4 separate regions of the Sus scrofa genome follow, and all the other regions are linked to region 1. The links are chromatin contacts, called in public Hi-C, HiChIP or PLAC-seq and promoter capture Hi-C maps. All regions are on one chromosome and are shown on one strand. Each heading gives the region's core, a stretch centred on a gene start, on an enhancer-like site or on the middle of the called end of the contact. The rest is flanking DNA. Distances are from core to core; before and after follow the strand shown.

Region 1 (6,846 bases), core at 4,097-6,596:
CCTCGAGATTCTCGGGTTCATCCCCAATGAGAGGTGTGGCCCCTATAGGAGTGTCAGCTCCCTCATCGCCGACGGTGACTGTGACAGAGGCTGGGGATGAGGGGCCAGCAGGTTCCAGGGAGTCAGGGTTGGCCTTGGGGAGGGCCTCCTCACTACGAGGGGTGTCCCCCAAAGAGCCATGAACTGTAAAGGAAAAAAAAAGTTCGGGCCAAGGGCTCAGGAGATCCCGTGTTGGGGGAGGTGAAAGTCTTAACTGGGCCCGTTTCTGCCGTACTCACCTCTCTCGGTAGCTCCTCTGGGCTCCTTCTCCAGCACCAGCGCCCCCATCTCAGCGGGGGCCTCCCCCTGGGAGGGGACACAAGGGATAGGAGGACTGGTCAGTCCGGTAGGAAGTTGGGGCGCCCAGGACGCTTGAGCCCTGGGAAGAGAGAGTAGGCTCCGGGGCCTACCTCTTCCTCTATGGGGGCCCCCCCTTCCGCGGCTTCGGCTGCCCGGAGGGGCCGCACGACCCCTCCCCCGGGCCCTCAGCAGCCCCCTCCCTCTGGGTAGACCCCGCATCTCAGGGGCCGAGAAGAGAGGAGGGGGAGGGGGCGGGGCCTCCGCGCCCCGGCCCCGCCCCCTCCTCCCGGCTGCACGCGCCGCTCCCCCTTTGTCCCCCAGGCCGCGGGGACCCCGGGCACCAACCCCTCCTGCGCCCGCTGCCCCCCAGCCCGGTGGACGGCCCCTCGTGCCCCTCGCGCGTGTTCCCGGGGCCCCGGCGCCCGCCGCCCACTCGGGGGCAGCCGGCGGCTGCATGCGCGCCTCCGTGCCCACTCCCCCCACCTCCCACCCCCTGGTCCCCTCATCCGCCCCCGGTGCTGGCCCTCCGGATTGCTGCAAGTCCCGCCCGGGCCCCCCGGCCCCGTTGCACCCCCGGAGCATTGCACGGGCGCGCGCTTCCCCCGGGCGCGCGCGCGGGCATGCACCCGCCTCTCCCCCTCCCCTTCCGCACCTCGGCGGCCGCCGCCGCTGCAGCTCCCGCCGCCGCCGCCATCGCCGCTTGCGCGGGGGGCCGAGCCGGCGCGCGGCCGCCCCGGGTCACGTGGGCGGGGGAGGGAGGGCTAGGAGGAGCCTTAAAGGAGCCACTACGCGCTTTCTGGCCATTCTCCCCGGAGAGCGGCCTCTGAAATGGCAGTGGCTGACCTAAGCTGGGGGCTGCCGGGGAAAATTCCTGCCATTCCTGGCCTCGGCTCAGCGGGGAACCGAAGGCGAGGCACGCCTAGGTCCAGGTGTGGCTTCTCCATCCCCGACCTGGTTTTAGGTAACAGAGCATCTGAGTCTCCCGGCTCCTGGCAGTGGCTGTATTTCCAATCCCACCCGCGTGTGCTTTTCCCGCTTCTGGTTGCTTTCTAGTTTCTAGGTCACTAGATAGAAGGCTCGGCCTCAATTTTGGCCTCGCTTCTCTAACAAGCAAGAAGGGGGCGATGGGGACACGCGAAGGACACCTGAAGGTCTCCTCTTGGCTGGTTCTAGCATACTGCTTTAATGTCCCCTGGAGCAGCGACCCCCTCTTGAAAACCTGGGGCTAAATGTCTCCTCTGTTTATGCCAGACATGTTAGGCCACCACATGCACTAGGGATTCAGGTAAGCCTCCAGAGTTGCGGGAGTCATTGCCGTCTGTTTAACAAGCATATCCAGGCAGGTATTGCGTGGGTCATAGCCCAGTCAACAGTACTAAGACATACAACTTTGATGGGTCTATTTGGGGTACCATCTCTTTAGATACTACATTATGGTCAAATTTTGGAAAATATCTGTATTTCACATGCAGTATTTGACTCAGGTAGGTGGTTGGGACATAGGGCACCTGAGGCCAATACAAGGCCTTCTGGGAGCTGTAGTCCTCTTTGGTTAAGAACTATTCCAGAGCTTTCTGGGAATTGTAGTCTTCTCCACACCCTAATCCAGTGATTTTTTTTTTGCCTTCCAGGCGACACGAAACTTTTTCCCAGACCCAAGATGCCCAAACTTAGGCTCCTGCTTACAATTTTGGCTGGGCACAGCGATCACACCTAGCGCCCCTCCCTAGCCCTGGTACCAGACTCAACTAGAGGGGCAGGTCAAGTGTTGACACCTCTGCCAAACAATCATGGAACCTTTGTGACATGAGGTATCCAGCAGGTGTTGAGGATGCAGAACTGGGGGTGTGGGTCCCTGGCTGGAGAATCCCACTTGTTACACTCCCCCTTCCCTTGTCAAGGTAGCTTCAGGCATGAGACCTGGATGAGTTGTGACCTCCAGGTACTTAGCAAATGGCATCAGAGTGTGAGGCGGTCTAGGGTCGGAGAGTCATTTACACACAGTTGCCAGACAGAGTATAAGAAAAAAAAAAGTTTTTTGTTTTTTTTTTATTTTGTGGAAAACAAAATCAGAAAAACTAAAACCCCAAACTCCAGAAAAAATCCTAAAAAATACGTTTTTTCTTAAAAAATACTGTATAAGTCTCTACTCCTCTCCCTCCCCCCAAACAGCCCTTCTCATGTCCTCTCATCTAAGTGCCCTACCCCCCACCCCCACCACTATTCATAGTTCTTGCTATTGTACCCCACTTCCCAATATCTACCCAGGATGCTCACCCCCATATTCTCTTACCTGCCACCTTATTTTGTTCGCCCTACAATTTTGGTGAGCCTTGTACCCACAGACCCGTTCCCCCAGCATGCAAGAACTTCCTTTTCTGGGATTCAATAATCCTTTCCCCCTACCACTCCCTCTCCCAAGGTTCTATTCTAAGCAGGAGCACTCAAGCTGCCTCCTGCCAAATTCCCTCCCGATTCCCACCCTCCCACCCCCTACCTCAAGAAATGTCAGAACTTCTTCCTGGGCAGACCTAGCCAGGAATGAAACATTTTCCAGTCTTTGCCCCCTCTCATTCCTATAAGACCTTTCCCCTCCCTCCACATATCTATGCACCTCTAAGAGAAGAAAATCTTTCTCTGGGATCCCCTTACCACTCCCTTGGCCTTCCCGAAGAACCCTCCCCATCCTTTTCTTCTGAAGAGGCAGCTTCTCTCCAAGGAATCTGTGGCCCCTCCCTCAGGGTGTGTGTCTCTTCAGGCTCCCCACCGAACCTGCCTATCCTCGATCCCCCACCCCCCTATTCTCCTGGGCCGGGGGGGGTCCCCTTCCTACCCAGCCCAGGGCCCCAGCGCCTGCCCCTGCCAGCGCTAGCGGATGAGGACGTTGATCTCAGCCACGCTGGCCTCCAGCACGTTCTCGGCAGTGGTCTTGCCGTGCTGCTCCTTGAGATGCCGCCTGATGGCAGGCTTGTGAGCGAAGCGCACATCACAGTAGGAGCAGCGATAGGGCCTTGCTCCAGAGTGGAGGTTGAGGTGGTCGTGCAGTGTGGACTTCTGCGTGAAGCACTTGCCGCAGATGCCACACGAGTGCGACTTGACGCCGCGGTGTACGTTCATGTGCCGGTTGAGGTTGCTGCTGTGGTTGAACTGCTTGCCGCAGCGCGGGCACATGAAGATGAAGTGCTGAGCCCGCATGTGGAAGACCAGCTTCTCCACGCCCTGGAACACTTCCGGGCACTTGGTGCACTTGATGTTCTTGAGGGGATTTCCACTGGAAAAGCCGCCGGGGAGGGGTCCCCGGCTGCCCCCCGCCCCCAGGCTGCCCCCCGCCCCCCGGGCAGCCATGGCCACCGCTGCTGCCTCCACCAGGCCTGAGGTGGCCCCCACGCTGGCCCTGCCGCCGGGGATCAACAGCAGGCCCTCCCCTTCCGCATCCTCGGAAAGGCTGTAGCAGGCTTTCACCACGCCCTGCGGTGGGGCCACAGTGCTGGGGGGCACGCTGCTCTGGGCCAGCTCTCCAAGGTGGCTGCCCACAGAGCCTCCGATGCCCAGACCTCCTCCCAGGCCTCCGGGAGGTTTGAGCCGGTGTGCCACCTCCAGGGCCGACTCCACCTTGACGATGCAGATGTCAGACACGTCCTCATCCTCATCCTCATCCTCTTCCTCGGCCTTCAGCTCCAGGTCCTCATCCAGCGGGAACTCCAGCTTCACAGGCCGCAGGAGTGGAGGGGGGAGAGGGGGTGGGGGTGGGGGTTTGGGGGCTGGCTTTGGGGTCCTGGCAGGAGGGAGAAGGGATTTGGTGGCACTGACACTGCTCACAAGGCTGGCATCGCTGACCCCATCCTCTTTGAGGCCTATTTTGGGCTCGATGAACTGGCTGAGGGCATTCCGGCATTTCTCCACCACGTGCTCCATCTGCAGGTAGGAGGCGGCCGTCAGGTAGTTAACGATGTCCCTGACGGCGAATTCCAGGGCGCCCGTGTAGCAAGAGAGCAGCAGGTCAGCCACTATGCGTGCACTGTGCATCAGCGAGACCTGTAGCTCAGAGCTGGGGTTCAGCAGGAACTGGTCCCGCAGGAACGGCGAGCAGGCAGCCAGGATGACCTTGTGGCCGCGGAACTTGAGACTGTCGGCCACAATGGTCACGTCGCAGAACCGCTCCTCTGCGCGGAGCTGGTTCATGTTCCGCAGTGTAGCGGCCTCGTGGCCAGGCAGCTGGAAGCGCAGGACTTCCACCCCAGAGGCCATTGTGGCGAGGGTGGGCAACCCTGGTTGGGAAGGAAACCAGTCAGAGACAAAGGTCTCTGGCTTTCCTAAGCCAAGGCTCCAGGCCTCGCACTCTCATTCTTGCCTGGCCCCCCAGCATCAGATCAGCGGGTCTTCAAGCCTCTTCCTCAGTTTCCCCAGCCCCCGGGGAGGCGCTGTCCCTCGGAGAGGAGGGAGGCGTGGTTCCCGGGGGCGGGGCAGCGGCGTCCACACCCCCCAGCCCGACCGCCCGCGATGATGGGGCGAGCCCGCGCACCCACGGGGGAAGGTCGGCAGAAGGGGGAGCAGAGGCCTGGGGCTCTGGGGTGGCCCCGGCTGCAGCCTTTTCTCACCCCGCCTCCTTTACCCGCTGCCTCATTCCTCCGCCCCCCCCCTTGCACGTTTGCACGCGCTTTTCACGTCCTCCCCCCACGGCCTGCACGCATCGTGCACGCCCCCCCCACGCCTTCAGAACTCCGTGGCACGCCCCCCCCCGCCCCGCGACCCTGAGTGCACGCGCCTCTCACCTGGCCCGGTTCCGCGCGCTGTTTTTTTACCCCCCTATTTCCCCCACCCCCCCGGGGCCGGCTGCGCCCCCACACACGGGCAAGGCCTGGGCAGCGCGCAGGCGCGGGGGTGCACGGGGCGCGCGCGCGGGGCCGGCTCCGCGTGGGCGTAAGGGGGGAGGGGCGGGGGCGGCTCGTGCCGTGTGTTCCAGGCCCCGCGCGCGGCGGCGTCGGCGAGAACTCAGGGAGGAGGAAGAGGGGAGGGAATTAAAGGAGCAGGATTCCCCCTTTCCCGACCCCCCTTTCTTCGCCAGCGCCCCCCCACACGGTTAAAGGGCCAGACAGCCTGGCCTCCCCTTTGGCCAGTATTATTTGTCCGCCAGAGCGGAAATACGTTCCGCACCCCCCTCTTTCTGGCTCCCCCTCCTCTGTGCCTCCCGGCCCCGCGGCCAGTCTGCGCGTGCGTGCCAAATGCCGCGCGGAGGCCCGCTCGCTCGGGCCCGCCCCCCGGTCCCGGCCGCCCTCCCGCGGCGCAGCCGGCTCCTCGCCCCTCAGCGCGCGCCCCCGCCCCCTGCGGTCCCCGCCTGCCTGGCTCCCCGCGGGTGGCGCTGCCACCTGCTCCTGCGGCTGGTGCTGCTGTGGCCCAGCTGTGCGGAGCGGGGGTCCCAGACCACCTCGTGGCTGTAAGAAGCTGTTGGTTGCTGTTGCCCTGCTGAGAATCCTCGCAGTCCCTCCCGCCACACTATCAGACTTTTCCAATACTTCTGAAGCATAATAACCACCCCAGCACTCCTGGCCTAAAAGGTATTTTAACTTCCTACAAGGCCAGGCAGTCCAGTATCCTCGACTTCCTCTCCTCCGTCTCAAAATCTTATGAGAATCACACCTATCGTCCCCCTCCCTCCACTTTCAGAATTGATCCCAATTTCTTGCCAAGGTAAATGCCCTCTCAGTATCCATGACCTTGTCCCTTTCACCCCTGCTGTATAATTAGCCCTAGTACGAATTCTCCTAATTATATGAACATTTATATTAGTACATTTCAGCTATCCTTAATCTTTCCAACTGTCAGCGTCCTCACGCCTGCCCTTCCACACAACTGACCAAGTCAGAGCTCCACTGCCCTACACAAGACCCTTCCTCAACTCTGCACCGTTGCCTTCTCTTTCTCTGTCACTCCCAAACTAAGCTACAGTCTCCATGGCTTCACCACTGGCATTTCTTAGCGCCTAGAAGGCCGACTCCCTTCCCTTCCTCTTCCTTGCATCCCTCATACCTACATTCACTTCCCCACCCATCCAAGTCCAGGTGAAGAAGCCTCTGTTTCCTGCCTACTGGATGTGTTTATTGTATCTTCCAGGAGACTACAGTATTGTTCTTACACATCAGTGCTGGTGGAACTGCTAGTGATAGAATGTGTTCAATATCGGGTTTCCCGGAGTTCCCGTCATGGTGCAGTGGTTAACGAATCCGACTAGGAACCATGAGGTTGTGGGTTCAATCCCTGTCCTTGCTCAGTGGGTTAAGGATCCGGCGTTGCCGTGAGCTGTGGTGTAGGTCGCAGACGTGGCTCGGATCCCGCGTTGCTGTGGCTCTGGCGTAGGCTGGCAGCTACAGCTCTGATTCGACCCCTAGCCTGGGAACCTCCATGTGCCTCGGGAGTGGCCCAAGAAATGGCAAAAAAAAGACAAAAAAAAAAAAAAAAAAAGTATCGGGGTATCGGGTTTCCCCATTAGATGGTAAACTTTATTGCGTG
Region 2 (6,776 bases), core at 946-3,445, 190 kb after region 1:
TAACATGGGCTCAGTTCAACAGTTGTATAAACACATGTAGGGTAACATGTTCCATTCTACCATTCCTTCAGTGGGGAGGGGTGCCCTAGTCTCTGGGAATCTCAGTACCTCTTTTAGGGCAGATTAAAGAAGAGTCCTCTGGATTTAATTCCCCTGACAACCCCCATCTGATCATCTCTCCTTATTTCTCTTCTGGATGTCTCCATGTGAGCCAGTGTCATCTGTCCATCTGTCACTTGCAATGATGCTATCCATGCAGTACCTGGCTGATGCTAAGCCACTCTTATACTTCCCTCACCCTCTCAACCTGCCTCCCTACCCATGTTGTTGGCAAGGGACAGAGGCTGAGACTGGCAGGAGGAAGGGAAGAGGACGGAGGGTTAGAGAAAGAAGAGGGGGGTTGGGAGTGAGTGGAGAGCTGGATAGAAGGGGAATGAAACAGAACCATCCGCTAGGGAGGGTTAAAGGGGGGGGAGTCAGGAGACAGTGGAGAGGGCAGGAGGGTTTGTTGTTGTTTTCTACCTGACTTTTCAGATGACATGCCTGCGATCTCGCTGGGACAGGATCCGTGCAGCTGGAGTCTGGAGTCGGGGTCCCTGGCTAGCACCGGAGCTGGGTGCGCAGATTGCGCAGCCGGCAGCAGCGCAGAGATGGAGAGATGGAGACAGTGGCGGCGGGGGGCGGAGGAAAAGCAGGGAGGGGGGGAGCTTAAAGGGACCGAGACGGGAGGGGGAGCCTCTCAGATGTACCCCCACTCGGTCTCTCTCCGCTTTTGGATTATGTCTCTCCTCCTCTCACCCCGGCATTCAAGCCCCCAGTTTGGGCTCCTTTGGAGTTGTCATGGAAACAGGGAGGCAAGCAAGACCAGGCAAGGCGGGTGGTACTAAGAGAAGGAAGGAAGGAGAAAGAACTCTCTAGAGTCCTCCCCTCCAAGACTGGCTGTAGTGATTATACTGTGGGAGGAAGCGAGTAGGTGCTCAGTGGATTCAATACCTCAGTTCCCTCTGGATCTGGTTCATCGGTCAGGCCTCCCCCTCCTGAGCTTCCCTATAAGACCTCAGGATCTCTTCCCAAGTCCTTAGCCCTGGTTTTCCCCTCCGTAGGAGAGAGAACCATATGCGAGAGAATCGCGTGCAGAATTGAGACCAGCAATGGCCTGAAAGTTCCCAGGGTTGTGACCTCAACCAGCCACCCTGGCCTGGGATGAATTGGGAGGTAAATTGAGAGACTCTGGTCCAGGGCACCTCTGAGGTAGTAGAGCCGGTTGTACGGTGGGGGTGGGGGAGGGAGGACGGAGAGGAAGCTTGGGGAGATACGTGGCTACCGTCTTGCTCCAGGGTGAAAGAGCTGAAGAGTTTTGGGAGGAGTGGGAGAATCAACCACTCGTTTTAGGAAGCTTGGTTTGGGAATATATGCTTGATTTCCTTTTCCCCTTTGCTTATCGTGTTTCTTAGGGTTTCCAGGGCCCTCCGTGTTCAGATCCATTCCTTAAATCCTGTCCACCCACCACCCCCGCCAAGTCGCAGCGCCACCGTCTGAGTCGACCTGGGGGCACCGCAGTAATTGCAGTCTTTTCATTTTGCTTATTGCAACTCGGGAGCGTGTACGTGGGGAGGGGAGGTGAAGATCAGCAGTCTACGAGCTTTACCAGAGTTGGGCTCTTTGCAAAAACAGAGCCAGGAATCATTGTTACCCACCCCACCTTCCCCCTTTAGACATTCCAGCCCCCGCCAGAGGCAGTCGCTCTCTCAAGCTGAGTCCAGGCGAAGACTACAGAGCTGTGACGGAGGCGCTTAGCCTGGGCCAGCCCCAGGCGCCAGAGATTTAGATCGCGGCTGCATGCCGATCGTTTTGGTTTCTAACGCCCCTAACCCCCTACGGCTGCCCTAACCTCAGTCTACACAACTGAGGATGCAGTTTGGTTTGGCATCTGAGGAGAGACTTCAGACGCAAAGTGAACAGAGGCAAGAATTCAGAGGAGCTGCGAAATTCTTTTTATCAAGGAAAAAGTCTTTAAATGCTAAGTAAAAGCCCTAACCCGGCACCTGGGTATCGGGCGGGGCTACAGGGGCAAAGGTGCAGGACGCCTGGAGTTCAGAAGTCCCGACCGAGTGGGAGGGTCTGAGTAAGGAGCCGCCCACAAAGAGCTCCAAGTCCGGGACGAGGTTTGGGGGTCGCTCAAGTTGAAAGACTGGTCCGAAAACCACGCGAGCTTGAGTCAGAGCTGCCCCAGGGGCCCTCCGCCCCTTGGGGGGTGGGTCGTAGAGGGGCAGCGGAGTGGAGTAGGGTAGGAGAACTTGAGCCAAGCCACACTTTACCCCGAGAGGCCTCGAGGACTCTCCTCGTCTCTGGAGACAAGGGCGCTACAAGCACTTCAGGATGAAGAGTTGTAAGACGCAGACCTGGGGCGGGTGGGAAGGGGCTGGGGGCTGGGTCTGCCTGGGCTAACCAGCCCTCAACTGGCGGACGGCGAAATGCGGACTGCTCCTCCAGACTGTTTCCCCAGCGCCTCCCTGGGGAAAGAGAACTTCGTGTTCTGATGCGCAGCCGGACGCCTGAATTTGGGAACTAGGGCTAATCAAGGCCGGGAAATGGGATCCTTAGGTCGCTGCTGCCGCAGGGCCCGAAGAGGCCTTCTCTCAATTCCCAGCTTGTTCGCCGCTTTTTTCTCTCCCCACCAGTCTAAATGGTTCGCTCCGCCTATTTCCCCCCCCCCCGCTCTAGGGCGCAATGGATTGTCCCATTGCCCCTCCTGTCTCGGGCCTGCGTTGCGGGGGACGCTGGTACGGTTGCTAGGGAAAGCCCCGGACGTGACGGCTAAGCGCGACCCCGAGCAGCCACCCATCTCCCATCCGTCATTCCCCTGCGCGCGGTCTCCTTACACCCTTCCCCTCCCCCACGTGCGTTCCAAGCTAGGGGGAGGTAAACAGCGGGCGGAGAGAGGCTCACGGACCCAGGCCAGGTGGGAGTTTGCACCCTCCTGGGGTCCCGCGCTGCTGCTCTGGGGTCTCTTTTGCAAAACCTCGGTCTTGTACGGCTGGGACGATGCTTTAGGAAGACCCTGGGCCTAGGGACCGAGTCCCCGCTGAGTTGGGGGCGGGGCTTGGGTGCGCATTGGTGCGTCTACTACGTTGTAGGGGGGTGTGTTTGCGGGGAGAGGACTGGAGTGAAAGATATTTTGCGACTAGGACCTAGCATGGGAACGGGCGACGGATGCTGGATTGCCGGCGTCTGTTCCGTAGGGAAGGGGGTGTTGTCATCTCTCTCACAGGCCCTCATCGCCCTCTTTTCAGGCGGCAGCATGCTGGGGCTCCAAGGGCTGCGGCTCCCACCGGCGGGATTCCTGCTTCTGTTGCCATTCCTGCTCTTGCTGCTACTGCCGGCAGCCCCTGCGCCCCACCGGGTTTCCTACAAGCCGGTCATCGTGGTGCATGGGCTCTTTGACAGCTCGTACAGCTTCCGCCACCTGCTGGAATACATCAACGAGGTCTGGCAGGGGACACCGGGTTGTGGGCGTTGGAGGCGTCCACAGTGACTGGGAAAGGAGAATGAGGAACTGAAAGCTGGGCTTCCTCGGGGAGCTGGTGGTGGCGTGGAGAAAGTTGGGGGACGAGGGCCCTGGTTCTAGCAGGGCACGATAGGCATGCGGGCGCTGGCCAGGGGACGGTGTGGACGTCCGGGCTTTGCAGTCCGTCCCCGCTTGCAGCAGTGCCCCCTTCCCACAGACACATCCCGGAACTGTGGTGACAGTGCTTGATCTCTTCGATGGGAGAGAGAGTTTGCGGCCCCTGTGGGAACAGGTGCAAGGGTTCCGAGAGGCTGTGGCCCCCATCATGGCAAAGGCCCCTCAAGGGGTGCATCTCATCTGCTACTCGCAGGGTAGGCACCCCCCCACCCCAACTCCTAAGCCCTGTCTGAGGCTTGATCCTTATCAGAGCGACCCTGCCTGGTGTTCCCTTTTCTGAACTACACTGCTTCAGCCAGGGGCCCAGTACTTGAGCCCTCCCTTTCTGACTTCCCTTAGCACCTGGGTCTTACCTCTGTGTGTGTCCTGAGTGGGAGGGAGGCTTCCTGCACTGCTGTCCCTTTCTTTCCCCATGACATAAGGGATATGGGGACAGTAAAAAGCAGCCTAGAGTTAGTCCAAAGACCCAGAATCAAATTCTGGCTCTGTCACTCACACCATGTGGGAGCTTTTGACCCAAGGTGTGTGGTCTGCTCTGGGCCTTGGTTTCCTTTATGTCCATAATGTGTGTGGGGGAGGGTGCGGAGTGGGGGGACTCTTGGCCTGGCTGTCCCCAAGTCCCTGCCCAATGTCGTGTTCTGCCTGCAGGGGGCCTGGTGTGCCGGGCACTGCTCTCTGTGATGGATGAACACAATGTGGACTCTTTCATCTCTCTCTCCTCTCCACAGATGGGACAGTATGGAGGTAAGTGGGCACTGTGGGCTCCATAGGGGGGCCCTGAGTTTTGAGGGCACAAAGTTTGGGGCCACTTGGCACTGCTGTTCTCTTGCCAGACACGGACTATTTGAAGTGGCTATTCCCTACCTCCATGAGGTCTAACCTCTACCGGATCTGCTATAGCCCCTGGGGCCAGGAATTCTCCATCTGCAATTACTGGCACGGTGAGTAGGGCATGCCGAACTGGGGCCTTCATGGAACAATGGAAAGGGCATCCTGGAGGGTGGGCCTGCTGCTCCTACCTCTGCCATGACCAGCAGCAATAGTAATGATAACTTGCATTTATTGAGCACTTACTATGTGAACAGGCACTGTTCAAAATAGGAGTTCCGTTATGGTTCAGTGGTAACGAACTCAACTAGTATCCATGAGGCCGTGGGTGTGATCTCTGGCCTCGCTCAGTGGGTTAAGGAACTGGCATGGCTGTGGTATAGGCCATTGGCTACACCTCCGATTTGACCCCTAGCCTGGGAGCTTCCTATGCCACGGGTGCAGCCCTAAAAAGCAAAAAAAACCCAAAAAAACAAACCAACAGAAAAACCCAAAATACTTTATGTGTGGAGTTCTCTTGTGGCACAGTAGGTTAAGGACCTGGCATTGTCACTGCAGCAGCTTGGGGCACCACTGTGTGGCAGGTCTGATCCCTGGTCTAGAACTTCCTCATGCCACGGGTGCAGCCTATTTATTTATTTATTTATTTTGTCTTTTGTCTTTTTAGGGCCGCACCCGTGGCCTATGGAGGTTCCCAGGCTAGGGGTCCAATCAGGCTGTAGCCACCGGCCTACACCACAGCCACAGCCACAGCCACAGCCACAGCCACAGCCACAGCCACACATGATCCGAGCCACATCTGCAAGACAGCAAGGCCAGGGACTGAATACGCAACCTCATGTTTCCTAGTCGGATTCATTTCCACTGTGCCACAACAGGAACTCCCAGGTGCAGCCAATTTAAAAAAGAAAAAAGAAAAGGAAAAGAAAGAACAGAAACCAAATGTTTCATGTGTATCATTTTAGAGAGCAGAGACTATGATCTGTTGCAGGGGTTGGCAGACTTTACCCTTAAAGGGCCAGATAGGAAACATTTTTGGTTTTGCAGGCCATATAGTTTCTGTCACAACCCATGTATTGCCACAGTGTGGTACCACAGTACTGAGAGAGCAGCCATAGACCATATGTAAGTGAATTAGTGTGTCTGTGTTCCAGTAAAAATTTACTTACAGGAGTTCCCGTTGTGGTGCAGCAGAAACAAATCTGATGAGCATCCATGTGGATGAGGGTTCAAGTCCCTGGCCTTGCTCCGTGGGTCAGTGATCTGGTGTTGCTGTGAGCTGTGGTGTAGGTTGCAGATGCAGAGTGGATCCAGCGTTGTCGTGGCTGTGGTGTAGGCTGGCAACTGTAGCTCTGATATGACCCCTAGCCTGGGAACTTCCATATGCTGCAGGTGTGGCCCTAAAAAGCAAAAAAGAAAAATTTATTTACAGAAAGAAGCAGTGAAGTGGCTTTAGCTAATGAGTCATAGCTTGCAAACGCCTGGTATAGTTTTAAAGACCGTGGATGCTGGGTCCAGACTACTTGAGTTTGAAGGCTTGCCCTGCTGGATGACTTTGGGCAAGTTACTCAACCTTTCTGTGACTCGGTTTTCCCTATCTGTAAAATAATAATATAGTACATAGAGTGGTTATGAGGGTTAAATTAAAAAATCTTGTTTTGGCCGCATCACACGACATTTGGAAGTTCCTGGGCCAGGGAATCAAACCTGCACCACAGCAGCAACCTGGGCTGCTGCAGTGACCATGCTGTATCCTTAACCTGCTGCACCACAAGAGAATTCCCAAAGATAAATAAACATAATGTGCTTTGAAAAGCATCTGGCTCTTAATAGGTGTAGGAAAAGATGTTTGCTATCATGTTTAAAATTATTATTATTACTACCATTATATTACTAGTCACTCCGTCTATTACTCTAGCCTCCTGATGGGTCTCCCATCCTCTGTCTGGTCTTGCCTCCTCGCCCTGCTTCTCTGACAATCTTTCCACCTGCTCTTTGTCCCCAGACCCCCATCATGATGACTTGTACCTCAATGCCAGCAGTTTTCTGGCCCTGATCAATGGGGAAAGAGACCATCCCAATGCTACTGGTAAGAGCCCAGGCTCCTACAGAGGTCTCCTTTTCTGCTTCTCTGACCCCTGCCCCCCACCCCCCATGTTCCCCTCTCCAGCGTGGCCTGACCCTGGTGACTGACTCAGGCTCTCTTCTTCCCATCCTGCAGCTTGGCGGAAGAACTTTCTTCGTGTGGGCCGCCTGGTGCTGA
Region 3 (7,400 bases), core at 865-3,364, 150 kb before region 1:
GAAGGTGATCTTACCTTTACGAACAATTCGACCTGAGGTTGTTCTTCAGCCATGGTTGCGACCAAGAGCAGGAAGCGGCCGTCGCTGGGGGAACTGGGAGGGGCCGGGGCCGGGGAAGGCGGGTCTCACAGAAGAGATTCTCTCCCCTAGACCCAGGACGGGCCCTTCAGCGCTGCTCGAGCCCGATCAGACCCTCTCACTCCCGACACGGCCTCCCGACCAGTCCTGCGGACTCCACACCCAGCGCCTCCAGCTCTACCCCCTCCTGGACTGGATCAGGGAGCTGACTCACTGACCGCCCCGCCCAGAACCTGGGGAGGGGACTGGCGAGGGGGGCGGGCGGGACGATCTAGGGAGTGGGTCCAGAGGAGAGGTTCTCAGGTCACCCACACGATGGGGAAGGGGGTGTTGAGGAGATGGAATCCTGGGAAACTCCTTGTTTCTCTGCCAGTCTCCTTGAACACAGGACTTCTGCCTCAGTTTCCCTGCTTCGTGAATCAAAGGACACTCCCACTCCACCCTAAGGGGGGGAAAGGTGACACTGCTTGAGCATGTCCCTGAGGCCCCCAAGAGGGAATCAGAGAAGGAAACGGTGGTCTTTTATTCCTTTTCCCAGTGTTCCCTCAGGACTCCAGTCCAAATTCTGGGTTGCCAGGAAGGAATGGGGTCCAGGAGAGGGACTTGGAAGTGGAAACTGGGGTTGGGGGTAGAGAATGGTGAAAGTTAGGGCAGAGGGTGGGGAAGGGAGATAACCAGGCCTTGTGTTGGGGAAACAGGAAGCTGAACCCAAGGGCCTCATCACTGGGGGAGGTCCTCTCCCAGGCAGTAGCCTGGTCAGCTTTAAAGCTTCCACTTCTCCCCGCCCCTCAACCCCTGGGGCCCCTTGCTGTGCCCCTTGCCCTTTTCTCCCTGACAGGTTGCCTTGGAGATGGGGTGGAAGCGTGGGGTTACTGTGGCCCCAGAATAGAGCTGCACTGATCCCAGGAGCTGGTGATAGCTAGTCCTATCATGAGGGGGAAAAGTGATGATCAGACAGAATAGGGCGAGTGAAGTCCTTAGGGACACTAATAAAGAAGCAGGGAGGACAGAGGAAGAGTAGCTCTCTCCCTTCCTTCCTCCCCAAGAACCTTGATTTTAGAGGGTCTATCAAACTCTTGATGATCTGCTAAAAAATAGCCCAAGAGTATGTCCTCCAAACTATACATATGCCAGCCTCCACATTTGAATCTTCCTCCTATTCAACCATCTCTTTCTTCCTCACCGCCCTCTGTCTAACAAGACACCTGCAGTCTCAAAAACATTTAGTGCCGTGCAAGGACATAGGAGCCCAATGGGGATTGAAACTTAAAGAAAGGGGGAGAGTTGGGGGAGGAGATGGGTGGAGGGAAGAGAGGAGTTGGAACCAGCAGTTAGTGGTTTCCTTTCATGCTTCCTCTTCTGTGGGTTTTCTCCTCCCTGGAGGAAGGGCTTTCTCTCTCCTCCTCAGAGAGGGATATATTTGGTGTTTGCTCCCTTGAATTGTACCATCGTATAAGGATGCAGAATAATACAAGGAGTATGTAGGGTTTTTTGGGGGAGGGGTATCTCCTCCATGGGTGACTCTCAAAATCTGCACACACAACCCCTCCCATCTGAGGAAGGAAGGTCAAAGCAGCGCTACTTTCCAGAGTCCTCTTTTGCTCCAGCTGGTCCATGTCCACCAGAGAATTTGCCCCACAAAAATCTCCCCTCTGGGAGAAGCCTCAGGCAAATGGGGCCAGCCCTGAGCTCAAACAGGTTTGGCAGCTTCTCCCCCGCCTCTCTATTCTCTCCTACAGCTTTTATAGCCAGAGCTGCCTTTATCATCAATATTGACTTTGGCTAGCTGGTGTGGCTACCCACAAAGTATTTTACCTTAGTTTCCCAGGTGACAGGTAATGCTGCCCTCTCCAGGTACCATCCATCAGTGCCTCATGGGTTCGAAGCCAGGGCCTACAGCCCCAAATCCTGCATCACAGAAGTTTCCTTCCCGTCTCAATCTCCTGGCTCCTGCTTTTCTCCTATCTCAGTTATCTCCCCTTTCCTTCCCCAGGCTTCTCTTTCAACTCCCTCCCCTTCCTCAGCTTGGTAAACCTGTCCCTAATCTCTTCCCATCCCAGGTTGGAAGGTGTGTCCCTCCCTGACACACCTTAGAGCTGTCACCTGGCCTCCTCCAGGTTTCCATAGCTTCATTGCTCAACAATTTGCAGGGGGTAACCATTAACCTAGCCCTGAACTCCTCCACTTTCTCACTAAAGGGGATTTTCCAATCATTGGTTAACTGAGCCAGGTTACCCCACCATTTTCCCTAAGCTCTTGGGTGGGACCTCTGCATTCAGAGTACCTGGAACAAAGCTGGGAGGAAGACGTTTTTTTTTTTTTTTGTCTTTTTGCCATTTCTTGGGCTGCTCCCTCAGCATATGGAGGTTCCCAGGCTAGGGGTCTAATCGGAGCTGTAGCTGCCAGCTTAGCCAGAGCCACAGCAACACGGGATCCAAGTCGCGTCTGCAACCTACACCACAGCTCACGGCAACGCCAGATCCTTAACCCACTGAGCAAGGCCAGGGATCAAACCTTCAACCTCATGGTTCCTAGTTGGATTCGTTAACCACTGCACCACGACGGGAACTCCAGGAAGATGTATTTTAAGGATGTTTTTAAAAGTATGTGATTGGAGTTCCCATCCTGGCGCAGTGGTTAACAAATCCCACTAGGAACCATGAGGTTGTGGGTTTGATCCCTGGCCTTGCTCAGTGGGTTAAGGATCTGGCGTTGCCGTGAGCTGTGGTGTAGGTTGCAGATGCGGCTTGGATCCCGTGTTGATGTGGCTCTGGCGTAGGCTGGTGGCTACAGCTCTGATTAGACCCCTAGCCTGGGAGCCTCCGTATGCCGCAGGAGCGGTCCTAGAAAAGGCAAAAAGACAAAAAAAAAAAAAAAAAAAAAGTATGTGATTGTTTATTTCTATCTCCCTTACCATCTCCTTCTTCTCCTCCCCTCACACACACAGACTCAAAAATCAGGCTTATGGAATAAGGACTTAATTATAATCCCTGCTTCCAGTCCACGGACCTGGCCCAGAATGAATGACACCCTTCTGTCCTTAGGGGTGTGTGTGAGTGTGTGTGTAGGGGTAGGGGCATGTCCCAGTAGAGGTGTAGGTATTCTTATCAGGTCTAGCGCTCTCTGCCAGAAGTTGGTGTAATTCGAATGGTTCTATCTTCTCCTGGGGCGCCGAAATTATTAATTAGGCCCTGTGACCCCTGTGGGAGGAATCATACTCAGCACCCAGGCAAATGTGGGCTGAGATAGGAGCCTCGTTTCTTATGTTTACGTATTTATTTAAAATTCTCAAATGGCTCTTAATATGTTTGCCAGACACTGTTCTAAGCTCTTTATACCTATTAACTTGGAATTGTTGGCACAGGTTGAATTACTATTGCTTATCTCCACTCTTCAGAGAAAAAAAAAAAAAATCAAAAAGCCGCGTCTCTGTTCCTTTAAGGTCGGCCTCTTCTCCAGATTCTCCTATAAGGTTCCGGGGGCGGGGGGGGGGGGGCTAAATTCAAGCTCTGCTTTGGATCTTCTCACAGGCTCCACCCCGCGTCAATCACAGCCCAGCAATCTGACTGCCAGAGGCCTGGGTGCTAGGCAACTGCAGAGGGCGGGAAGTTTGAACGTTCTGGTCCTGCCCTATATGCGAATAAGCCAATCATCGTCCAGTCTTTTCTGCGGGCCTCTGCTCCTTTTCATTCTGTTGGATGTCTATGCAGGATCCGGGTCTCTTCAACCAATAGTGTCTAGGAAGGCGGGGCATGTGCGCGCGCACCCCGCCGTCGCGCCGACGGCACACCCCTACCTCCTGCTCGCGGCTGTTAGTGACGCGGTCTTGCACACGTCGCAACCCAGGTGACTGAAAACGCGGGAAAATACCGCCAGTTGTCCGCGTCTGAGTGGGGTAGTCTAGAGCTTGAGGCTGTGATTTCTGGGGCCTGGTTGGCTGGGGAGAAGAGAGGAGGTGTGCACAGTTCGCCCCTTGGGGCTCTCAGGCTGTTTGCCAAGTACAGCCTCTGCGTGACAGAAATGGGGGGGGGTGGAGTTTCCCACAGCCTGTACTTTAGTGAAATACCCGAGAAATCGCTCCTCCAAATGCCTTGCACTTGTGACCACATCTCTCGCAGGCCCTCGCAGCCCTGCCCCCTCGGCCTTCTCCCATTAATCCTCAGTAGATTCGTATTTCTGCACACACCCCCCACCCTCTCCTTCTCGCGGGAGAGATCTCGCTCCTGAACCGCCTTCATTTTCTGCATCCACAGAGCCTCCACGGCCATGGCTTCCGTAGGAGCGACCTCAGGCAGGACGCCGCAGGAGCCGGGACCCGGGGAGGCCCCGACCAGCCTCCCCAGCCTGGCCCCAGTGCCCGGCTTCGGGGAGGGGGAGGAGGAGGAAGAGGAGGAACCCGCGGAGGTCGGGGCTGGGGTGATGTGGGGGGCGGGAGAGCAGGAGCTGGAAATTGGAGAGGGGGAGTTAATTGGAACGTCTGATTGTTAGAAGGTAAAGCGGCTGGGAAGAGCTGTGCTAGTTACTTGCCTCCACTGAGTGTCGGTTTCACATTTACTGAATGGTGATGTTGATGCCTATCTCAGAGGGGTTCTTTTTTTTTGTTTATTTTGGGGAGTTCCCGGACCAAGGAGCCAACCCGAACTACTGCAGCCACCCAAGCCACTGCTGTGACAAAGCTGCCCGATCCTTAACCCACTGAGCTACGAAAAAACCCCTATCTCAGAGTTGATAAGATGATTAAAATTAAATGAGGCATGGCCCAACCCTGGTTCAAATTTTAGTTTCCTTCCTTGCTGGACAGATTCATCTGTGTGTGCTGTGGAATTCAGGACACCTGGGCATTGCCTACTATGACACTGGTGACTCCACCATCCACTTCATGCCAGATGCCCCAGACCATGAGAGCCTCAAGCTGCTGCAGAGAGGTGAGGACAGAGCTATGCATTCCTCTTCTATGGGGCTGGAAGTGTATTTCACACATATGTCCTTAGCTGACTCAATCTATTTTATTAATTGACTCCTAGAGGCTCCCTTTGTTGTTTTTAGTAATTGACGCCAAGAGACTCCCTTTGTTGTTTTTAGGAATTCAGCTTATTATCCGCAAGTGTACCAGGTGCTGGAGATTTAATCTCATGCCTGACTCCTCCTATCTATGCTCCCAATGTGGGGGCACTCCCTACTCTTAGAGGGAGGAAATAAATTGTATGGGGTGAAGGGAGATAGCAAGGGGAAGACTACAGATTTCCTTTTGGGCAAAAGATAAAAATCTTTGAACTCGTTTGTTCTCCATTCTCCTTTCAAGTTCTGGATGAAATCAATCCCCTGTCTGTTGTTACCAGCGCCAAACAGGATGAGAATATGACCCGATTTCTGGGAAAGCTTGGTAAGGACTAAGTAAGCGAAAGGGGGAAAATGGGAAGGACTGAAGTATGGAATGTTCCAGGAGACTAAAGGGTCTTGGAGGAGTTACAGCCAGGTGACCAGAATTGAGTGAGAGGGAAGGTGGAACAGAGGCACAAGGACTTAGATGTACAGACTGATGGTCCTTTCTTTTCTTTTTTAAAAAATTTGTTTTTGTTTGTTTATTTATTTTTTTTTCAGCCACACTTACAGCATATGGAAGTTCCCAGGTCAGGGATTGAAACCTAGATGAATCTGCAACTACGCGGCTGTGTAGCCACAGCTGCGGCAATGAGGGATCCTTAACCCACTGCACCCGGCTGGGGGATTGAACCTGTGCCACCACAGAGACAATGCCAGATTATTAATCCACTGTGCCACGGTGGGAACTCCTGATGGCTCTTTCTTTGCCTCTCTTACAGTCTCCCAGGATCACAGAGCGCCTAAGAGACCTGAAATTGTATTTTTGCCAAGTGTGGATTTTGGTATCTCCTCTCTTTTACTTTGCTTAATCCCTCATCCCAGTTTTCCAACCCTTTCTCCTAACTCCCATCTCCATAGTCAGAGGTCTCCCCTCAGCCTTATCTCATTCTAAACCTTTGTGTTCTTCAAGCCTAATCCCTACTCCTTTTTTTTTTTTTTTTTTTTTTTTTTGTCTTTTTGCCTTTCCTAGGGCTGCTCCTACGGCATATGGAGGTTCCCAGGCTAGGGGTCTAATCGGAGCTATAGCCACTGGCCTACACCACAGCCGCAGCAACACGGGATCCGAGCTGCGTCTGAGACCTACACCATAGCTCACAGCAATGCTGGATCCCTAACCCACTGAGAAAGGCCAGGGCTTGAACCCACAACCTCATGGTTCCTAGTCGGATTTGTTAACCACTGCGCCATGATGGGGACTCCGCCTAATCCCTACTCTTTAATAACTTGCAGTTTAGGCTTGTCTAGGGATGAGGGCCTTCCCTGAGAAGGAGTGGTAACACTTTTTGGTCAGCTTTGATTGTTCCCTTTAAGCATTTTAAGCATTTTCACCTTTAAGCCAAAACCATTTGCCCCTTAAAAAAAAAAAGTACTTCCTTAGTGACTTCGTTGATCCAGAAGGCAATTCCATAACCTTCCCAGGTGTGCAAAAAGGACAGAGTGTTCTATCCAGAGTGTAAATTAGATGTTAGGACATCGTGTTATTTGTTCCTATTAATGTGATTTTTTGACCAAAAAAATCCCTAATTCCAGACAGATATCTTACTCTCCTGAGCCATTTGTCTTTCTCAGGTTATGTTCCCAGCCATGTGCCTTTATATCACATGTAGAATAGGATGTCGTGGTGCAGTGGTTAACTAAGAATCCAACTAGGAACCATGAGGTTGCGGGTTCGGTCCCTGCCCTTGCTCAGTGGGTAAACGATCCGGCGTTGCCGTGAGCTGTGGTGTAGATTGCAGACTTGGCTCGGATCCTGCGTTGCTGTGGCTCTGGTGTAGGCTGGTGGCTACAGCTCCGATTGGACCCCTAGCGTGGGAACCTCCATATGCCGCGAGAGCGGCCTGAGAAATGGCAAAAAGAAAAAAAAAAAAATTACTATATCACATGTAGAATAAAAGAGTTAGACTAAGAGTATGAAAATTTGGTTCTTGTCTCCCCTTTCCATTAACTGCCTGTGTGAACTTGGCAAGCCACATGATCTGTCCCCCCCGCCCCGCCCCCACAATGATCTCTCTTGCTTCTGTTTTCTCATTCTTTTGTCTTTTTTTTTTTTTTTTTTTTGTCTTTTTAGGGCATCTGCAGCATATGGAGGTTCCCAGACTAGGGGTCGAATCAGAGCTTCAACAGCCAGCTTACACCACAGCCACAGCAATGCGGGATCCAAGCTACATCTGCAACCTACACCACAGCTCATGGCAACGCCGGATCCTTAACCCACTGAC
Region 4 (7,134 bases), core at 3,672-6,171, 220 kb after region 1:
ACATTCCGGTGAGATATGGGAAGGGGCAGGATGACAAACCTGGGGACAGGGGTGCTGTAGAGGAGCAGTCCCCAGAGGTTAAGGAATTATGGAAAGAGGGCCCTTTATTGGACATGGGAGAGAAGAAAAGGAGTAGCAAAAGAAGATACTGGTAAAGGGGGTTTGGTTTGGGATTAATGGGGGCATAGATGGGGCTGGGGCTGAAAGGAGATCTGGAAAAGGATGGTCAAGAGAACTGGAAATTAAGTTGAAAGGTTGAGAAGAGAGGGGGAGAGGAGCGGGTTGAGCATGTTGAGGGTGGACGTAGCTCTAGGTATTGGAAAGTCAGAGAAGCAGGGAGGCCAGTTTGGCTGGCATAGTAGAGGTTGTGGAAAATATGGCAGGAAACAGCAGGTAACACCTGGGAACGGGTGGCGAGTTAGGACCCTGAGTTTGAGTCTGTGTCTTTTGTGTAGCTGGTCTGACCTTTTTCTTTCCCCCTTTCCAGTTGGCCCTGTCTTCATCAGGTGCGTACTCAGAGGAGATGAAGAGGGAGATGGGGAGGTCTGAGGAGCTGGAAGACGCTTCTGTGTACTGGAAACCACTACATTTTTTTCCCCCAGTGGCTGGAGACACGGCCAGAGCGGCAAGAGTGCCCAGTGTGTAAAGCTGGGATCAGCAGAGAAAAGGTTGTCCCCCTCTATGGGCGAGGGAGCCAGAAGCCCCAGGATCCCAGGTGAGAGAGGGGAGGTAGTGCTGAGGGAAGGGAAGAGGAGGGAGTATTATTCCCTGTTGATCATCCCTCTCCTCTTCCTCAGATTGAAAACTCCACCCCGCCCGCAGGGCCAGCGACCGGCGCCTGAGAGCAGAGGGGTGAGTCTTGTGTGATTGCCTTCCTTCCTTGCCAAAGACTTGCCCAGCTCCCCACTGACGTTCTTCACCTCCCTAGGGATTCCAGCCATTTGGCGACACTGGGGGCTTTCACTTCTCGTTTGGTGTTGGTGCTTTTCCCTTTGGCTTTTTCACCACCGTCTTCAATACCCACGAGCCATTTCGTCGGGGGACAGGTAAGAGCCTTCCCTCAGCTGCTCCTGGCGAGCCCTCCGACCCCCGCAGCCCTGCCTCCCTCCTGGCCTCCCAGTGGCCGCTGCGTCCACAGCTTTCTTCTCTCCCACAGGTGTGGATCTGGGACAGGGTCACCCGGCCTCCAGCTGGCAGGACTCCCTCTTCTTGTTTCTCGCCATCTTCTTCTTTTTCTGGCTGCTCAGTATTTGAGCTGTGTCTCCCTCCTGCCCACCTCCAGCCAGAGGAGAATCAGTATTGGGGGTCCCTGCTGACCCTTCCTTACTCCCGGATCCTCGCTGCCCCCCCACACACCCTCCATTTCTGTCGCCTAAGGCCAACCCTGGCCACTCTCTGGGAGGGTGTGGGGAGGAGGGGCAACATCTGCAGGATGGGAGAACCTTTGCTCTGGACGGACGGCTCCCTCGAGAGCAACGTAACTCCCAGCTCAGGGAGGGGGAGGACCGAAGAGGAGGCCCGGCCCTCCTCCCTCCCAATGCTTTGCTTCCCCCACACTTCTTGATTTGATGCTGACAGGTGGGCAAGGCTCCCTCTGATGCTCCCCCCACGTTCCCCTTGTTGATTTAATTTAATTTTTCCCTCCCCAGTGTCTAATGTGGGCTCCGAGTCTTCAGTGCTTCCTTCCCCTTACTACCTCCTTTCTTACAAATTCAATAAATAAGGTGAGATGTATTCATGGGATCTCCGCCCACCTCTGTCCGTCCCTGTCCCTCCTTCTTTCCACAACAGGGAGCATCTTCTCCCTGGTGTGAGTGGGTGTTGGTGTGGTGGGGGGGAGGGTGTCTCACACACACACACACAAACACAAGCAAATGGGGCAAGATGTGTCAGGTGTTTACTCATGATGGCTTGTGGGGGGCTCTGGTTGTGGAGGAGAGCTTGGGGAGGCGGGGTGGAGATTATACAGGGGTGAACTGGTCTGGGGCCAGAACCGAGTGTGGGAAAAAGAAAAGGCAGAGGGTGGGTGGCCGTCTGGCTGGGGCTGCTCAAGGCGCTCCTGCACTGCTCTCAGCCGCCTCGGGATCCTCCGGCTGGTTCAGCTCCGCACGCTCCTCCTCGTCTTCCTCCTGGTTTTCGGGGGCCTTCCTGGGAGGGGGCGTTGGGGAGAATTCGCCGTATTTCCAGCACTCTGTCATCCTCCCCCCGCACCCCTCCCTGCTGCCTGGAGGCCCTCTGGCCTCCTCTGCTCACCTCTCCTGTCCTCTGCGTTGCCGCCTGTGCCACATGATGACCCCGACGAGCAGGGCGGCGGTCCCCAGGCCTCCCAGGATCCCCAGGGCTAGGGCTAGCGTTCCCAGCCCCGGCCCTTCGACAGAACCTGTGGGGAGTTGGGGAGAACTGAGGGCACAGCCCCGCCGCGCACAGTTCCTTTCTTGCCCAGTATCCCCGCGTCGTGCTGAGGGCGGTCAGCTTCCCTCTGACCTTACCCAGCCCCTCACCTGCCGCCGGCCCCTCCTCGCCTGTTTCTGGAAGACAAAGTTGGAGCAGGTCAGAAGGAACGGCTTCAGTTTGGGAGAGGGCTGTTGAGCGGCAGCCCCCACAGTCTTTCCCTCTCCTCCCGCGGTTCAGCGGGGAGAGGGGCCAGGCCGCCCGTTCTCTCGGTGGGGTTTGGATGGGGCAGAGGGGGCCTAGATGTGGCTGCACTGAGGGAGGGGTGGGGTGGCTCTTGGGGACAGTGCCAGAACGAGGTGGGGAACTGGAGCCTGCGGTGTCCCTCCGCCTGCCCCAGGGGCCCTTTGGAGAGAAGTCTCACCAATGATGCTGATGCTGATGGCTCGGCTCTTCTGGGGCCCGTGGCTGGGATGGGTGGCCACACAGCTGTAGGTTCCCTGGTCCTCAGGCCCTACCTCAGGGAGCAGCAGCACGGGGCTGGGGGAAAGGGGCAGGGGTGTGCCCTGGGGGGGGGGGGGGGGCGGGCAGGAGACCATTAACCACATCCTCAGGTACCCTTGTCTTCCTCAGCTCTCTCCTGCCCCCTATCTCCATGGGCCCCTTGCCCTCCTAGCTGCCAGTGACGTAACTCACCACCTCCCAGCCCCTGTTCCAGGTCACTCACATCCTTGGTCCAGTGGATTTGGGGCGGGGGCTGGACAGAGGTTTCACAGGTCAAGGTCACAGTCCCACCAGGAGGTACAGCTCCACCTGCTGGCTCTACCACCAACTGGACTTCCTCCAGGGGCACAGGCTCTGGAGGTGGGCCGGGCATGAGTTGAAGAGTTAAACCTGTGTGTGGTTCCAGTGGCCACAGACTTAACCCTCTGATCCCCAAGGGTCCTCCTTCCTGACATGTGCTCACCCAAGCTTGGGGCAGCTCCCCACCTCTGTGCTCACCCCAGACACTGGGCCGGATGGGAGCTGTGTGCAGGGCTCGGCGCCGGGGAAAGCTCGGGCTGAAGCTACAGGAGAAGGTGGGTTGGGGAGCTCCTCCCCAGGCCGGGGTCACCATCAACTCGGAGTGGAGTGTGAAAAGCCCTGTCTCGGGGTGTCTCCTGGTCTCTTCCTTCACAGACACTCCTGTGGTGGAGGGAAGACAAGGCGAGGCATCCAGGGTGGGTGCAAGAGAGGGGCCACAAGGAAGGCAGCCGGGAGGGGGCGCCTTGGGGCTCACCTTTGCCGTCAGGTATCAGAGTTTTTCCATCCAAGTGCCAGCTAAGAGTCCCTGCAGGGTAGCCCCCCTCAGACACACAAGTCCCCACCTGGGGAAAAAGTGACGTCGTCATCTTTGACGATAAGAGACTCCACACAGGTGCACTCCTCTCCCCACTCTCAGGACCCCTTTCGACGTCTCCCCTTTTCATCTGCTACCTTGTTGGGGACACCAGCCATGAGTTCAGAGGCAGGATCAACAATGTCCGGCTTCCCAGGAATCTCTGAAGGAGGGAAACTTCCTATCAGAGGCTGCAGCCTTGAAGGTTCTCACAGCCCGGGTGTGGGAATGGGGGCAGCTGAAGCAGGTTCTCAAATGCCAGGGCCAGGGAGCCAAGGGCTGGGGTGGAAGGCTTTTCCTGAGATGGGACGTGGGCCTCGAAGGAGGCCCCGGAACCCTTACGGTAGACTTGGACTCGGTAGTTGGACTTGGTCTCCTTTCCGTTCCGGCTCGTTGCCCGACACCGGAAAGTCCCCTCGTCCTGGATCCCAACAGCCGGCAGGAGGAGGGAGCCATTGGGGAGGACCCGTGCCACACTGTCCCAGGGGCCTCCCTGGGGAGTCAGGACCTTCCAAGCTTCTGTCCGGCCTGTGTTCTGGGGTCAGAGGGGAGAGGTCGAAGTGGCGCAAGCCCTTGGGGAGAGGGCTGATGCGGTAGGCAGGACGGATGCAAATCCTCACTGGTCTCCCCAGGAGTGGGAAGGCTGTGACGAGAGCCCCACTTACCAGTTTCCATTCCAGCTGCTGGGGTGGTTTCTTGGGGGCCCCCTTACAGTTCAGCACCAGTGGCTTCCCGATCCGGGCTGTGATGTTTTGATCACTTACTGCTACCCCTGGGAGACAGCACCATGACGGCAGGACAGTGGGGGGGGGGGAGGGGAGGCACAACATCACAGTGGCGGGGCGGTGGGGGGGCAGCACCACGATGGAGGGGCAGGAAGGAGGGTCTGATAAAACTAGAACCCAGTGGATGTGGGAGATTGAAAAGCAGTACCCAGGTTCCCAGAAAGTTGTGGGAAGATTTGGGGAGGGGGCAGAGTGCTTTCTGGGGGGAGGATTGGTGTCAGGGAGGAGTGGCTCACCCCACAGACTGAGGACCAGCACCCAGACTCCGGCCGTTGTCCCTGCTGCCATCCTGCTTCCTCCCCAGGCTCCTGGCTCTGTCTGCCCCTCGTTGCTGTGGCCACCACCCTAGGTGGGGCTTGTACCCTCTCCTCCATCCTGTCCCGTCACAGGGAATGCTAGGAATTCATGCCTCTTGGACAAGAGTCCTTCAGGTACTAAGAGAAACAATTGTCACCCCACCCCTGGGCACAGCCACCATCTATGGGGGTGGGGAGTTTATTTCCTAGGGTCTTTCAGCCCCTCAGGACCCCAATCTACTCCATCAGTCCACGATTGGAGGACCAGAGCCCCATCTTGACTTGGCAGTGTTGCCAGGCAACAGGGTTCAGGCCTGGCTCTTTCCCTGGAGAGGAGGCAGGGGTGAGACCTGGGGCTTGGGTGGTGGGGGCAAGGCTGGGGGACTCAGGAGAAAAACCTATCTGGGGCTCGATGAGAGCAAAATATTTTTTTCTGGGGTTTCTCATGTTTTTTGAAAAGAATTCTCAACTAAGCCCAGGGAAAAAAGAAATTTCTTTATTTAAAACTGCATTTTTTTTGTTTTTTGTTTTTTGTTTTTCTGTGAAACTACAAGTTTACAAGTGAGGCGAGAACTGCCCCTGGCCCATGCCTCCCCCCGCCAGCCATCACACTCCCAACCTGCCCCCCAATCCTGCCGGGATCTTTGACAGGAGAGATTCCCCACTGTGACAGCCTTATAAAATCCTGAGGATGTTTGAGGGGTTCAGATGGTAGGGTTCAGGGCCAAGGGCAGGACAGTGGTGTTTTACCTTCCCCCAAACCTGGCAGCCTCTCTCCTCTCTCTCCCCACCCTCTTGATTTTGGACTGAGAAAAAACAAAAAGATGCCTCACTTCTGGGGAAATCGAGGGAGATAACATACACAAACACCCCAACCCCCAAGGAACATATTTGGCAATAACCCCCTCCCCATTCTTCCCCTTCCAACCTGCAGATAGTAGCTTTAAAAAAAGATTTAAAGATGTGTCACTCACAGGGGAAGGTGGCATTTGCTCAAGATTAGAGTCTGGCCCGGCCCAAGGATTGTGGGAAGAGGGGCCGATAGGTTGGCAGAACAAGCCCCGACTGCCTTCACACCAAACGCAGCAGAAAGCTGCCTGCACAAGCAAACACCTAAGTGGCTTTACAAGCAAAGGAGAACGCCTAAGTGGCTTTAGGGGGGCAGGCTTGGTGCCCTACTAAATGTACTTCCTGACAGGACTGGAGCCAGGCAGGCCTCTTCACCAGTTCTATCTGTTCCCCGTCCTCTTATCATGACCCCTTTGGCTATCACCCCTAATATGGGAAAGCAAGAAACAAACGAAATCAACATATTTATAAAAACATCTACTTCCCCCAAACTAAAAATTAAGAACCACCATCACCAACAAAAAAACCCTGAAATTAAAAAAAAAAAAAAATACAGATGGATCCAGGGTTAATTTTTCTTTCCTTAAAAAAAAAAAAAAAAAAGTTCAACCCCAAAGCCCAGTCAACAATTCCCTAAAGTAGCAGAAACTCCCTCCGAGGTAGATATCTGAGTCAGACACTCTCGTCCACCGAGCGATTCTATTGGTTTAAGATGAGCTGCGTATGAGGTAATAAAGCCGTCTGGAGGGGCAGGGGTGGGGAGGCACAGGGGCGTGGCCCATGTCCTCTGTCCAGAAGTCATGTCCCCATTTTTGGCATCTCTGGTCGGGCAGGGCTGGCTGGCGGCTCCATAGATCCCAGAACAGATAAGGGGGGTGGGGGAGGGAGAGTGGGGGCGCCTAGAAGAAGAGGGGGCGGGGTAGGAGAGAGAAACAGAATGCATGAGAGAGAGAGGGGAGAAAGTTCTGAAAACTAGGATTCTAGGTGTGTGTATTTGTGTGTGAGCAAGAAAGGGGAGAAAAAATGAAGGAAAAAGGGGGAAATAGACCCCACTCTCCTCTCAGGGGACCCCGTCTTCCTTGCCACAGAGTCAGCACCCCAGCACTGAGAGAGTCTGGCCAGGGAAGGGATGCTCCTGTTGGCCCGTCTCTAGCTTGTGCTTCTCCTGTGTCTGGGTTTGTCCTCTGGATGCCTGCGTCCTCTTCAAGAGTTGCCTTGGGAGCCCCCACCCCTGTGGCCCTCAGGGGCGAGATCAGTTGGAAGTGTCAGAATGAACGCTCCCTGGTCCCTCTGTCGGAGACGTCACTGAGGACGGAGTCACAGCCTCCTGCCAGCCACCGTTTGCCTGGGAAAAGAGACAAGACAGTTGGGGTAGGGCTTTGGGGAACCCAGTGTGGGGACCGGCACCGCCCCGGCAAACGCCATCCCGTCCTGG

What was found. Promoter capture Hi-C pulls out the DNA fragments that hold promoters and counts their contacts. Hi-C and Micro-C count contacts between places; a contact is called where the count stands out from the background. HiChIP or PLAC-seq counts read pairs in DNA pulled down with a chosen protein or histone mark.
Region 2: a contact with region 1 is called in a promoter capture Hi-C map of liver, with 3 times the contacts expected there. The contact joins the promoter of PPT2 here to the promoter of ZBTB12 in region 1. A contact is called at or near these places in 2 of 5 promoter capture datasets (fetal liver and liver), 6 of 47 Hi-C or Micro-C datasets (embryonic fibroblasts, epiblast stem cells, heart right ventricle and 3 more) and 2 of 2 datasets of contacts at active chromatin or transcription factors (alveolar macrophages and skeletal muscle).
Region 3: an H3K27ac HiChIP or PLAC-seq map of alveolar macrophages shows a contact between it and region 1. The contact joins the promoter of CLIC1 here to the promoter of ZBTB12 in region 1. A contact is called at or near these places in 2 of 47 Hi-C or Micro-C datasets (embryonic fibroblasts and heart right ventricle) and 1 of 2 datasets of contacts at active chromatin or transcription factors (alveolar macrophages).
Region 4: a Hi-C map of epiblast stem cells shows a contact between it and region 1, with 3 times the contacts expected there. The contact joins the promoter of AGER here to the promoter of ZBTB12 in region 1. A contact is called at or near these places in 1 of 5 promoter capture datasets (liver), 3 of 47 Hi-C or Micro-C datasets (embryonic fibroblasts, epiblast stem cells and liver) and 1 of 2 datasets of contacts at active chromatin or transcription factors (alveolar macrophages).

What each region holds. Positions count from the first base shown.
Region 1 is chr7:23,991,634-23,998,479 of Sscrofa11.1, forward strand. ZBTB12 (zinc finger and BTB domain containing 12) reads right to left here and starts at 5,347. Exons shown (of 2, transcript NM_001101821.1): 1 at 5,112-5,347; 2 at 2,897-4,607. The coding sequence starts at 4,587. The coding sequence ends at 3,208. It overlaps EHMT2 (euchromatic histone lysine methyltransferase 2), which reads right to left and starts at 1,040. Exons shown (of 29, transcript NM_001101823.1): 1 at 992-1,040; 2 at 279-345; 3 at 1-183. The coding sequence starts at 1,033.
Region 2 is chr7:24,186,229-24,193,004 of Sscrofa11.1, forward strand. PPT2 (palmitoyl-protein thioesterase 2) reads left to right here and starts at 2,196. Exons shown (of 9, transcript NM_001123167.1): 1 at 2,196-2,389; 2 at 3,294-3,487; 3 at 3,726-3,879; 4 at 4,334-4,429; 5 at 4,519-4,626; 6 at 6,519-6,602; 7 at 6,735-6,776. The coding sequence starts at 2,380. PRRT1 (proline rich transmembrane protein 1) reads right to left here and starts at 664. Exons shown (of 4, transcript NM_001123170.1): 1 at 523-664. The coding sequence starts at 541.
Region 3 is chr7:23,849,048-23,856,447 of Sscrofa11.1, forward strand. It overlaps CLIC1 (chloride intracellular channel protein 1), which reads right to left and starts at 2,115. Exons shown (of 7, transcript XM_021098462.1): 1 at 1,894-2,115; 2 at 15-520. The coding sequence starts at 53. MSH5 (mutS homolog 5) reads left to right here and starts at 4,304. Exons shown (of 24, transcript NM_001195358.1): 1 at 4,304-4,494; 2 at 4,880-5,003; 3 at 5,381-5,461; 4 at 5,901-5,963. The coding sequence starts at 4,345.
Region 4 is chr7:24,216,241-24,223,374 of Sscrofa11.1, forward strand. It overlaps AGER (advanced glycosylation end-product specific receptor), which reads right to left and starts at 4,922. Exons shown (of 11, transcript NM_001123218.1): 1 at 4,791-4,922; 2 at 4,435-4,541; 3 at 4,112-4,304; 4 at 3,868-3,932; 5 at 3,671-3,758; 6 at 3,394-3,576; 7 at 3,119-3,249; 8 at 2,816-2,957; 9 at 2,502-2,528; 10 at 2,254-2,380; 11 at 1,880-2,148. The coding sequence starts at 4,842. The coding sequence ends at 2,049. It overlaps PBX2 (PBX homeobox 2), which reads right to left. Exons shown (of 10, transcript NM_001123157.1): 10 at 5,325-7,044. The coding sequence ends at 6,952. It overlaps RNF5 (ring finger protein 5), which reads left to right. Exons shown (of 6, transcript NM_001123224.1): 2 at 488-506; 3 at 603-715; 4 at 798-852; 5 at 929-1,046; 6 at 1,157-1,743. The coding sequence ends at 1,254.